2 separate regions of the Rattus norvegicus genome follow, and region 1 is linked to region 2. A link is a contact called in public Hi-C data. All regions are on one chromosome and are shown on one strand. Each heading gives the region's core, a stretch centred on a gene start, on an enhancer-like site or on the middle of the called end of the contact. The rest is flanking DNA. Distances are from core to core; before and after follow the strand shown. Region 1 overlaps St3gal5 (ST3 beta-galactoside alpha-2,3-sialyltransferase 5). Region 2 overlaps Polr1a (RNA polymerase I subunit A).

Region 1 (6,428 bases), core at 923-3,422, 230 kb before region 2:
GGGATGCTTTCCTTTAAAAGAGTTGCGGTGTCAATTCACAGCAAGGGAACAGTGAAGGTGACAATGACCGTAAGGAAAAGAGTTCATTTGACTTAGGGTTCCAGAGAGCTGGAGGCCATAATGGTAAGGCACAGCATGCTGGCAGGAGCTGACCATACTCTTCGCATATCACGTGGTGGGGGGAACAAGACTAAGCCATAAAGGCCACCTCTAGTGGTGCACTTCCCTAAGCAAGGGTGTACCTTCTAAAGGTTCCATAGCCTCTCTCCACACAGGAACCCCACCTGGGGACCAAGTGCTCAAATACACTAGGACATTCCTCATTTAAACAGCACACTTGGCATCTCAAGGAAAATCCCTAAACGTGTCTTCCTTCATGTGATACCAAACACAATCCACTTGAATAATTCATTTATTTATAGACAGGGTTTCTTATATCCTCAGCTGGTCTTAACTTGCTATGTAGTTAAAGATAACCTTAAATTTCTGAACCCCTAGCCCATTGGTTCTCAACATGAAGATCTTTGGGACCTGTACAGTCCTTTCACAGGGTTTGGATATCAGATACCCTGCATATGAGACACTTATGACTCACAACGGTAGAAAATTATAGTAGCAATAAAATAATTTTATGGTCGGGGAATCACTACAACATAAAAAAAAAATGTATTAAGGGTTGCAGCATTAGGAAGGTTGAGAACCACTGCTCTAGCCTTTACCTCAAGTGTGAGATCAGGGGCCTGTGTCACTGTGCCCAGCTTCTGTTGGGGACTGAACTCAGGGCTTTATGTATGCTGGGTAAATACTCCACCAACAGATTGACATCTCCAGCGCCGAATATGGTTTTAAGAAAAGTAACTAAAAGTACGTTGCTCAGTCTAGATATAACATTGGTGCACATGTTTTTTTGCTTTGCTCAGCAGATTGCAATTTCTTTCTTTTTTCTTTTTTTGTTTAGTTTTGGTTTTTCCAGACAGAGTTTCTCTATGTAATAGGTCTGGCTGTCCTGGAACTTTTTAGCAGACCATGTTGACCTAAAAACATCACAGAGATCTGCCTGCCTTTGCCTTCTGAGTGCTGGGATTAAAGGTATGCACTACCATGAGTGGCTCAGCGATTTCTTAATATTGGGAATTAGTGAAAGTCTTATGCAGACAATGAAAGTAAACTGTTAAGCCTGCACTTTCCCTGCAGAGAATATGGTCAAAAACATCGGTGTAGGCGTGTTTTAATGAGCAGTCATGCATGTTTAATGGGTAGCCTTCCTTTCTGGTTTCACCGAGTCTTCCATTCAGTGTTGGATGCAGGTCAGGGTTATCACCAGCCGTATGAGTCCCTGCTTCGTGAACACAAATTCATACTCTGTATTTTATTACCTTGGATGGTGGAACGAGAGTTAATAAGCAGTCAGAAAGTTGGACCATGATGTCTCACTCTCCAGAGGAAGGAGTGCTTGTGTTTATACTCCCTGAATGTATCTGTGCTCATGCACACTCATTCATACAAGCATGAGCATGTGTGCATGCACACAAACACATCACACATTTGGATGATGGGAACTTCTCAAGGGAGAGGATGTAAGACACATCCCTTAACTATGCTACAACGCTAGTCTAAAATGTTCTCTTGAGATAGGAAAAGGGCAAATTCTATAATCCATTTGATATCTAATAAGGGGCCAAAGGACTGGAACGTTACTAAAACAAAGGGATCCTTGACTTTAACAATTGCCTTCTGTTGCAGTAACTAGGGTCATAATTGCCAAACCACTGGTGACCAAGAAGTCATCATTCAGTCAGAGTAGTCTAATCTGAGTCCAACCAATAATGAGGACACTCTGTCTCCCATGATCTATGGAAGCAGACTTTGCTTTCTGATGTACAAAACAAGAGAAACACTGTTTGCAAGAGGCTCAGCATACTTGGCATGGTTTTATAAGGTTCTGGCTGAGCTTTGTCCAAACACACAAGTCACCCCATACTCATCTCCATCCCTAAAGCACGTTCTAAGGCCAGAACTAATTATACTTAATGTAAGGACGGAGTATAGGTTCTGAAGAAAAAAAAAAAACGAGTAAAATTCATTCAATGTTCCCCTAGAAGCACATGAACAGACGGACCACATCTAGCTCACCCAAGTTGCTCTAACAGCAGCAATTACCAGTGTGCTTTGAATGCTGTCTTCAGGTGATGGCGACTGGTGTTCCTGGAAGTCAGCCTTACAATACCCTAGAGAAGGTCTGTTTCCACACAAATGGAAATGGGGGTGGGGTCAGGGATGCTGAGGTGTTGGGGGCTGAGGAGATGGCTCATCCGTGAAGTTCTTATCACAGAAGCATGGGAACCTGAGCTAGACACAGTGCAGTGGTTTGAATGGGATGTCTGCCATGGTCCTGGGCATTTGAAAACCAGGTCGGGTAGGTGGTGCTGTTTGGGTAGGCTTGGGAGGTGTTGCCTTGCTGGAGGAAGTACATCACTGTGGGTGGGCCTGGTTCTGTTTCCTGCTTGCAGTTCTGATAGGAGCCCTCAGCTGCCACTCCAGCTGCTATGCCTGCCTCCTGCTGCTCCAACAGGACAGACTCTTAGCCCAAATGAACTCTTCCCTCTATAAGTTGCCTTTGTCACGGAGTTTGAAATGTAATTAAATCAGGTGGACAGATCTGGGGAGCTCATTGGCCTGCCAGTCTGGCCTCCTTGGCAAATCTCAAAAATTAAAAGGTGGATAGCAAGGGAGGAAACATCCCCCGAGGCTAGCTTCTGATGATCTCCACATACACCTGCATGAATGCACACACGTGCTCACACACACACAGACACACACAGACACACACAGACACACAGACACAGACACACACACACACACACACACACACACACACACACACACACACAGAGACACACACGTACACACGCACGCACATTCATGCCCAGTGCTGATTAAAGGTTCTAGAAGATGCTTTCACACTGTCTCCTACTGGCTTGTGGTCTCCAGGGAGCCTTTTGATTTATCCTTGGCATTTGCTTACTGTCTATGAGGAAGTGAAGATGGGAGGGGAGCAGACACAATACAGATGGAAACAGGACATTGAGGAGGATGGTGGCAGGCCTGAAAGCTGATGGGACAAGTGTCAGTATGTACCGGGGACAGGTTTCCCTGGGGCTGCAGGGCAGTGGTGTGACCTGAGGGAGGGTATGGGCAGGGAGGGACTACAGAACAAAGGCACAGCAGATGGATGAGGGACAGCTTCATACACCTTCTGACACCAGAGACTAGGCCAGTAACAAGAGACAAGTTGCATGAGGCAACTTATAACTAGTGTAGTGGTTGAAGGGGAATGGTCCCTGTGGGCTCCTATTTGAATGCTTGATCCCCCACTGTTGGACCGGTTTGAGAAGGATTGGGAGCTATGGACCTGGTGGAGGGGTGTCCCTTGGAGTGAGCTTTGAGGTTTCAAAAGCCCCCCTTCCCAGTTAGCTCTCTCATGCTTGTGAGGCATGAGTCTTGGCTGCCGTGCTCCTTGTGAGGTCGTCGACTCACCCTCTGGACCCTGGGCCCCAGGTTGGAATGTTGTCACAGTGGTTAAAGATAAGGCAGCCATCACCTCTCCAGGGGAGCCCCTCTACTTGGGTCACACAGCTAGGAGCGAGGCACCCTAACCCCCTCACTATGCAGCATCCAGGGTGAGGTTTCCACTCAGCAGAGAATGAACGAACGAAGGAACAAACCCTCACGGTCACTAAGTCACAGGGGCTCCTCAAAAGCTTTTATTATTTTTCTTTCTTTCTTTCTGTTCTTTTCCCTCCCCTTCCTCATTCTCCTTTCACATTGGTTGGTGGGCACTTCAGGGCACTTCAGGATGGGTCTTAAGTTACAACAGGGGGGGTTCACTCCAGTGCTTTAGCAATGTGGTCATCTGCAGAGGTCTTGCTCCCCATGGCTGTCACAATTCTGATGAACCATCTCAGACAGACAGCCTCACGCCTTAAATAACACCAAGTGCTTTGGGAGGGCAGAGAGAACAGACACTTCTCCAGAAGCTGAAAAGTGCCCTGACAGTGTAGGACGACATGGCTTCTCCCATCCTGGGGCAGCATCACGGTACTCAGCTGACAGTGGCTCGCCTGTGGAACAGCTGCCCTGCTTGGGTCCTCTGAGTCTTCTGGCAGACGGACTAGCAGAAAGGGGTTATGAACTTGTTTATCAGGCCCCCGACTTCCTGCAGCTGCCAGTGATGATGAGTAAACCCTTCCTTCATCCAGGAGGCAGGAAGTTTCCCTGCCAGCAGTGCTACCAAACAGAGCTGCAGAACCCGCAGTCAGGTATCGAGGCCATCATCGAAGGTGCAGAAGCCCCTCTCCTCCCACCTCAACACCTGGGGAGAGTACATGTGTACAGTTTTTGCAAATTAAATTACTTCTTTAAAATACAATAAACCATACGATTCTCTTTGAAAAGTCTTTCCATCCCCATTCTTAAAATTAACTTACAAAATTGTGCAAAACCCAACACTGACTTCAAATAAATAGGACAAAGAGGTGTAAAGGGCTGAACTTTTGTTGTTGCTGTTGTTCTTTCCTTTTCTTTTAAAACTGAGTTTAAAAACACTAGCTGTAGGCCAAAGCAGCTGCAGGGTAAACTCCCTGGGGAGGCTGCTCACCACAGCTCTCAGCTGCATTGCTAAGTGAGGTCTGCGGTGTTCAAAGTTCTCAGTGGATGCCCCCGCTGAGGTCCTGCACCACGCCCTCCTTGATGAGCTTCTGGAGGAACTGGGTCTCTGTGGTCACGTTGTGCATGACTTGCCAGTTCATGGCGCCCATGCACTGACTGTCAAAGTAGTGCAGAGGGGTCCTTGGTTGACTGAGGTCATATCCAAAGCCTGCCAGGCTAACTTCATCACACAGATGCGTGGCCAAGACAATGGCAATGATGCCGATCGTGGGGATATTCTGGAAAGAACAGAGACTAATTTATTCATTAAAAAATAATATTTCAATTGCTTTTAAAACTCATTTAACTTTTGAGATTGAAATATATGTGTGTATATATATATACATATATATAATTTTTAAAAATGATTTTTTGTTATTTCAAGACAAAGTGTCCCTGTGTAGTCCTGGCTGTCCTAGGACACACTCTGTGGCCTCAAACTCACAGAGGTCCATCTGCTTCTGCATCCTGAGTGCTGGGATTAAAGGTGTGCACCATTGCCCGGTGTCTCTTTATATATATATATATATTTTTTAAAGATTTATTTGTATTTATGTGAGTACACTGTAATTGTCTTCAGACACACCAGAAGAGGGCATCAGATCCCATTACAGATGGTTGTGAGCCACCATGTGGTTGCTGGGATTTGAACTCAGGACCTCTGGAAGAGCAGTCAGTGCTCTAACCACTGAGCCATCTCTCCAGCCCTCTTTATATATTTTTAAGGTGCGTGAGTGCGTGTGTGCGTGTGTGTGTATGTGCGTGTGCGTGTGTGTGTGTGTATGTGCATAGGTATGCACTTGAATGTCCATGTCACTGTGCTTGGCTGGAGGTCAGAGGACAACTTTCAAGAGCTTTTCCTCTCCTTTCACCATGTGGCTGTAAGTTTGAACTTGTATGTTACATGTCACATTCATCCCTGTATTTTGTTTTGTTTTTGTTTCTGTTTTTAAAGAAAAAGGTCTTGCCATGTTCCCCAAGCTGGCTTCTACCCCATGACCTCCTGCTTCAACCTCAGGAGTGCTGGATTACAGGTGGATGCCATGCTGTCTGGCTACATTTACTCCTTTCAAAATAGATTCAGCTAACTCTAGCCTGGCGGGTCCTCGGCGCATCCCGTTTTAGCTGCTCTCTTCTGGCATGCACTCGTCTGCAAGGCATCGTGCCGTGCCTCCTGGGATGTCCAACCCTGCCACAAAGCTTTCTGGATCTTCAGTCAAGGTTTGGGTAAAAACAGTACCATAAGACAAGTCCAGAGAGCCTGCAGCTAACAGCTCTCCCTGAGGGCTGACACTGGTCCACTTGCAGACTACATTCTGTATCTAAAATGCATGGTCCCAGAAATGTTTCCTGCATTTCTGGAATACTTGTGCATACATAGAGGACATCTTGGGAATAGGACCCACACATACTGATATTCTCTTGTGTTTCACATATGCCTTATACATATACATTTTTATAAGGTTTTTTTTTTTCCTTTTCTTTTTTTTGGAGTTAGTGACCAAACCCAGGGCCTTGTGCTTGCTAGGCAAATGCTCTATCACTGAGCTAAATCCCCAACCCCTATAAGGTATTTTTAATATATCTACATTTTGATTATGAACTATCACATGAGGCCAGGTATGGAATTTTCCGCTTAGGATATCTTGTTAGCTGTCAAAAAGTTTTTGATTTTCAGATTTAGGATGTTCAACCTGAATTCGGTTTTGGATAGTTTTTAA
Region 2 (6,647 bases), core at 2,070-4,569:
TTGTGCTTCCTAGGCAAGCGCTCTACCACTGAGCTAAATCCCCAACCCCACTGATTAGTTTTCTTAAATGCATACCTGAAACTTCACCATTTGCTGTCTGCCAATAAAGTAGTACTGCCTATGGAGTAGTATGGGGCACTTGTTTGAAAGCCAACACACCCCTCCCCACCCCAGCAGGTACCAATCACCGCCCAGGTACCTCCACTGAGTCCAGGCATGGCATCAGAGTGGCACTTGAGGGGAAATGGATTTGCAATTCTGATCCCTGAGAACATGAAGTGTTCTTCTGTCAACACTAGGCCTGAAACTTGCTCTAAAACAAGTGAGTTCTCTACAGTGAAGTAAGGTTCTGAATCGCTGATGTTTACTTACTTACTTGATACTTCAACACACACACACACACACACAAAGACCCCAGAACCCAGGATGTTAAAGTTCCAGGTCTCTATGTGGAGCAGTGTAGAGCCCTGTCATGTTGTTGCCTCCTTTATGGTGACTAATGGACTTGTTGACTGTGTGCCCATCACTTGGCCCCCAGCTTTAGGAGGCAGAGCCCTGGTGTGTGGCTCCCTGCCAGGCTTAGCTCAGTTTCATTTTATCTCACCTTCTTGTTCCCATAACACCTCTGGGGCACTGTGGGGGAGGGGAGGACAGTAGCTTTACCCACTCTGTTTTTCCTAGTTACCCTATAATAACCCTAGGCCTACATGGCTCTGAGAATTTGGGGTAAGGTGGGGGTTAGTAGGGTGGACAGCATTAGAGTCTCTCGTCAGGATACAAGCAAATAAACCCAGATCTTAAGATCAGAATGCTATGGAGGTACATGGCAAGACCTTCCTAAAGGTCTCCTCCAAGCTGGGTGCACTCCAGGCACTGAGGTCAGAGTCAGGATGGCTTCTACATTCTGCCTACTGGGCCTTTCCTCCCAGAGATTCAAACCTAAGAAATTATGACTGGCTTCCTTTGGTATATAGTTCAGCTTCTAAATACAAAGACCTCTGGTTCCTGGGAGGCAGTGAACAGGGTACAGCCTTCTCTGCCTGTTCTTGACACAGCAGACTCTTCCCAGGGAGCCAACTGTGCCCAAGACTCTGAACACTTTAGCTCTGCTTATTACCAGCTCTCCCAAGAGAAGCAGGGCAGTGTGTAAGGAAATGAAACTCTGCACAGAGGGAATTAAACCATCTTCGCATTATTTACCTCGAGGCCATTAAGGAGGAAGTCGGCTAGAGAGAGCTGCTAATGAGCACCAAGACTTTAACTGGTGGGGAAGTGAGAAAAGGAAGCTGGCTCGCCAAAGAGCACTAATGGGTGACCAACCAGGTGAGCCGCTCACTCCGGGAACCGGAGACACACGGTACCCTTGCTGCCCTTCTGAGGGCTCCCCCTTTCCCTGCCAGACACCCAAGTGGGACTGAAATCCCCTTGCCCTCCTCTTCTCCCCTCATGGACTCACTTGGACAAGAAAGGTTTAAAGACTAGTTAAGACTGGCAAGAAACGCGGTGTGGAATGACTTGCTGGGAATTCCCTGGTGCTTTGCAGCAAAAGTCTTCTAGGATGGCAATACCATTATGTACCTCGAGTTCCTTCCCTATGGGCTCTTCTTCCTTCCACATGTGAGGCAGTACAAACTATCCCCACTGGAGCCATCTTGATCTACCATCCACTCTGTCCCCAGGCCTCTAAGGCACACCTATCTCCCAGCACCAGTAAGAGATGAGGCCTCTCCCCAAACACACACCATGGGAATCCCGATCTCATTGGTGTTGATGTACATATCTGGGCAGATGACCGAGCGGGCTGCGTAGTCCACTCGCTTTCCCATCATGTGCTTCCGGAACAGGCCTTCCTTCTTCTCGAGGATCTGCAGACAGCAAAAAAGTGCCAGAATAATAAATAACTCAATTATGATTATTGTTTTCTTGCTGCTGAACCAGTGTGTATAATGTGTGTTTATTTCTAAACATGCAGATGGGAGCTGGGGATACAGACCGGTTGTCAGCTGTTCATTACTGACCCTCGCTAACGGGATGGGAATCCAACTCACGCTCACCTGTCTTATGCCAGGGTACTTTTCCAGCATCAGTTTGTCCATGTCACTGTCAAACACAATATTGACGTGGCTCTGGAGGCGAATCCAAATATTGTAAAGTTTATCTGTGAGAGACTGTCCTGGAAGCAAACTCAGAAAGGACCGGTCGATAGCACCCGAGGAGTCATTTTCCTGAGAGGATAAAATCCAAGAAAATAAGAATGACTGAAGAAAAACTTGTTTACTCAAAAAAAGGGAGGGGGGGGAAGGTGCTGGCGAGATGGCTCGGTGGTTTGGTTAAGAGCAATGGCTGCTCTTTCAGAGGTCCTGAGTTTAATTCCCAGCAGCCACATGGTTGCTCATCTGTAATGGGATCCGATGCCCTCTTCTGGTGTGTCTGGAGACAGTACACTGTACTCATATAAATAATTAAATCTTTATAAGAAAAAAAAAGCCCTGGAAGCTGACGGATGATAAACTGAACTTGTTAGTGTGTCTCAGCAGGTACACATCAGCCCACTATGTATGGATCTGCTTGTCTCTTTAGTAGTAAAATGAACCCGAAATTCATCAGCACAGCAGCACTGCAGTGTACACCTGGAATTACCAGCCACTTGAGAAGTAAAGGCAGGAGAGCAAGATCCTGTCTCCAAAATTAAAACTAAACTAAGATTTAAAACATAACGTAAGTAGGTTCCTATCTTAAGCTTCTTAATGTCTAGTCTACCAAAACCAAGAGAGTCTTAGCAGCCCTTCCTGTGGGCATCCACTTCAGAGGGGTCTATCAGACATTACGGTTTAGGAAAACGTCAGTCAGTGAAGTCATAAACGTGCGGTGGAGTATTTACCTAGCTTGCAGGAAGCCCTGGCTCCACCTCCAGCAGCACAGAAACTGGCTATGACGGTGCACACAGCAATCCCAGCACTTGGAAGGTGGCAGCAGGGGGTCAGAAGTTTAAGGGCAGCCCTGGTTATATGGTAACTTAAAGGCCAGCATGGGCTACATGAGACCCTGTCTCCAAATAATAATAAACCAATAATAACAGTAATAGTGTTACTATTATTTTAAGGCAGGTAGAATAATTTATTAAAAAAAAATAGTTTGCCATATAATATTGTATGTCTTCAGTTATAATGTGAGTCCCAAGTGGGTTAAATTACTGGCTGATCCTCAAGCTTAAACATTTACCTAATCATGTAAAATTATTTCTATTCTAATCCTGCCTCTTCCTCTTATCTATCCAGGGAAGAGAAATACAGAGGTCCTTCCAGCACCACCTACTGGCCCCATCTGGCTACATACGGCCTAGGAGATAGAATTTCACCGAGTAGTTCAAAGAGAAAACACTGTGTGCAAGCTGAGGACAGGTGACAATGAGAGTGTCACAGTGATAATTTGGGTTAGTCCCCATAAGGAATAAGGGAATCATCTAGGAAGGTACATGTAGCCCTGCAGACAACATTAGATCTTCTTACCACCTGCATGATGGCAGAGGCCTGTCTAGTCAAACTCACTGCTTACAGCCACATGACTGCTACTGAAGTGAACAAGACCCAGTCCCCTGGCTTCTTGTATGTCCCTAGTCCCTAGGGACAGCTCCCGGGAGACCACTGCCATGGGAATATAATGATGACCACGAATAGGAAAAACAAGAATATTTCTGATTACTTAAAGGGAGACTGCAGAGGGATCAAGACAGTACTGTTTTGTTTTGTTTTTCCTAGAGACGGAGTTACTATTGACAAAAGCTTGTCTCTGCCCCTAAGGGTCACCAAGATAAAATCCTCATTCCTAGTCACTGGGCTCGATTATGCTATGATTTCAGCCTTCCATACTAGACCATGGCCTGCAGATGGCAACTGTCTCATGCTGAGGCGCTGTTAAAAGCATGTCCACACTGACTCATCAGTAAAGTTCAGCAGAACCAGGCAAAGGACCGAGAAGTCAGCCAAAGCTAAGTGCCAGGAGATGGTGGTGTCACGTTTGACAGCCCTGGCTTATAGCAGGACCGTCTGAGCAACTGGCATGGAGTCTGAAAGGCCAGTCCAAGGCTAGAGAAAGCCATCTCTATTTACATCCTGACCACAGTCCAGGGATGCAGTGACTTTGACAAGTGTTCTGAGTACCCAACTTGGCTCAATGTTCACTACAGAGTTGATATAAGACACACAAAGGGCTAAGGAATTATCAGTGGGGATGGTTTTATTCTAGAAAATCCCATTCTACATCGTCTTCCTGGCTGTACTGCTAAAGACCTTACTGAGCCTACAAACACATTCTTAGAGTCTGAGGGAAGATGACTCTTTGGCCCTTCATTAGCAGTTGGTGGTACAGAACAGCCTCGGTGTGAAACCTCACCATAAACTACATGTACTGTATAGTGGAGATGAGGCCAAGAAGTCAAAGAGACTAAAAACCACTGGCATGATCATTGGATACTGAACCCAAACCACTATCTAGATTTATCTATAATCAGGCCTGTGCTTGTCCCAACAAGTCACACTGCCGACCACGGGTGCTGCCCACTGTAGGCAGCATCTTACAGCAGTCACAACATCTGTGTCCGCACAGGGTTAGAACCAAGTGTTCTTGCTCTTACCACACCTGTCCTTGACCGAGAAATTATGTCAGCACCAAGGCAGCTCTGACCTTGTCTATGGTGATTTCTGTCATCTCACAGGGCAGTTTCTGTTCTTGGGCCATCACTGCCAGAAGTTTCCGGATCAAAACTGCATCCTTCATGACCGCTTGCAAATTCACTGTCTGGCCATTAGTGAACATCTGGTCACCCAGGCGATTGATGGGACGATACCTACAGGGTGACATACAGGCTTCATGAATGTTCTTTAGCCTCTTAACCTATTTACTGAAAATAACACAGCTCAGTCTGTTCACAACAACCATCCATGTCTAGGACAACCAAGTAACAGGAGTGCTCGGGCCACTACCTGCAAGCTTGGTTTGGTAGCTGTTTGGTTTCTCAGTGGCCCAACCCTTCCAGGCTCTCCAGTGTGTCCCTGCTCAATTCTTCAGCCCACCCTTTTCATGCAAAGTAAGTTAAAAGGAGTTACCTGGATGGCGGTACCACGATGAAATCTAGAAAGAACATACTGGGGTTGAAACTGGACTCTGGGCCAATATCATCCAATCCCGAAAAAAGATAATTCAGGAAGAATCCTGTGTTGAAATAAAGTAACCAACAAGACATTAAAGCCTATGTATAGAAACACAAGATGTTACTAAGAAAAAAACAAAACAAAACAAACAGGATATGGGATCCTATGCCGAATAAGAAAAAACTTTTTATAAAAATGAACCAAAATTATCCTGAGTATGTGATGGCTTGTATGCAAGTAAGATAACATATAGACTCTGATGGACAACAGTGCTTAAGTAAGGAAATGAGCTATGAAGGAACAGGAAATTTTAGCCTCCCCCCCCACCCACATCCCCACCCCCACGGCTCGGAATCTTACATGCAAAATTAAATGCTTGCTATTTTGGACTCTGGACAAAATTAATCAAAATAAAAAAAAAACAAGTCAAATAAAATTTTGTCTTTTAAAAACAAAAGATAATGAAATGAAACATCCTTTCTAATGGGTATGCCAAGAGGGCTCTTCTGGATCAAAGATGTACGTGACCTAAAACTGCCTGGAGAAAATGGACCAAGCGTGAATAAAGCCTGCCACAGAAAGCGCTTCACTAACTTGGTACTTTTTCACTCTTGTACCCCTGGTGATGATACCATGGTTGTCTATGAGCACTTCCTGTGCAGAGATCAGAGTCGATGCCCAGAACACCGTCTTAGATGGCTGAGGACTGAATACTCTGCATAGACCACGTCATATATTCAAAAAGGGGATAAAGAGTTCCCTTTTTACAGGGAACTGAAATATATGAAAGCTCATTCTTGGGGCTGGAGTGATGGCTCAGAGGTTAAGAGAACTGACTGCTCTTCCAGAGGTCCTGAGTTCAAATCCCAGCAACCACATGGTGGCTCACAACCATCTGTAATGGGATCTGATGCCCTCTTCTGGTGTGTCTAAAGACAGATACAGTGTGCCCATATAAAAAGTTCATTCTTTGATTCACAAAAGGAATCCCCACAGAACGTTTACAAGGTCTTTTTTTGGGTTCAAGATGGTCTCACTAAGTAGCGTTGGCTGTCCTGGAACTCACTATAAAGAGCATGCCTTGAACTCACAGAGCTCCACCTGCCTCTGCCTCCCAAGGGCTGAGACTACAGGTGTGTGCCAGCTACCCAGCTAAAGCATCTTTTCAGTGGACATTTGAAATAGATGCGTGTCAATAAGCCTTCCAGAAATGCTCCAGTGCAGCAGTGGCTGGGCTCAGCTGCATCAAGTTCTTCGTGGTGGGTGTGACCTACCCTGCTCCTTTATGGCTCTAAGTCAATGTGCCTGAAGCTTGCCCCAGACCAATACATAGATTGCAGGTAAGAGCTACATTAATTAGAACTTCTGTTAAGGTAGTAAGAGGATGGTCTAAAGAAATGAACCAGGAAATCAAATCCACAGTCAGACAGGCTATTTCTCTAGCACCTTCATTCTTCCAAATGGCGAAAAGATGTTCTTGGGCGCTGCTTGGGGTCA

The links. A called contact is a pair of places that touch in the nucleus more often than the background predicts.
Region 1: a contact with region 2 is called in a Hi-C map of Schwann cells, with 4 times the contacts expected there. The contact joins two enhancer-like sites. A contact is called at or near these places in 12 of 12 Hi-C or Micro-C datasets (the A7r5 cell line, the Rat2 cell line, Schwann cells and 7 more) and 1 of 1 datasets of contacts at active chromatin or transcription factors (oligodendrocytes).

Annotation. Positions count from the first base shown.
Region 1 is chr4:105,748,090-105,754,517 of GRCr8, reverse strand. It overlaps St3gal5 (ST3 beta-galactoside alpha-2,3-sialyltransferase 5), which reads right to left. Exons shown (of 8, transcript NM_001398713.1): 8 at 3,744-4,946. The coding sequence ends at 4,707. Among named protein-coding and RNA genes, the nearest start is that of St3gal5, 58 kb to the right of the region's middle. Within about 2 kb of position 2,172, at least 1 of the 93 cell types and tissues checked has an H3K27ac peak or open chromatin away from gene starts, as enhancers often do. A contact at or near this core is called in Schwann cells, where this site is marked.
Region 2 is chr4:105,523,398-105,530,044 of GRCr8, reverse strand. Polr1a (RNA polymerase I subunit A) reads right to left here. Exons shown (of 34, transcript NM_031772.2): 7 at 6,597-6,647; 8 at 5,106-5,211; 9 at 4,684-4,846; 10 at 2,055-2,225; 11 at 1,743-1,865. Among named protein-coding and RNA genes, the nearest start is that of Polr1a, 18 kb to the right of the region's middle. Within about 2 kb of position 3,319, at least 6 of the 93 cell types and tissues checked have an H3K27ac peak or open chromatin away from gene starts, as enhancers often do. A contact at or near this core is called in Schwann cells, where this site is marked.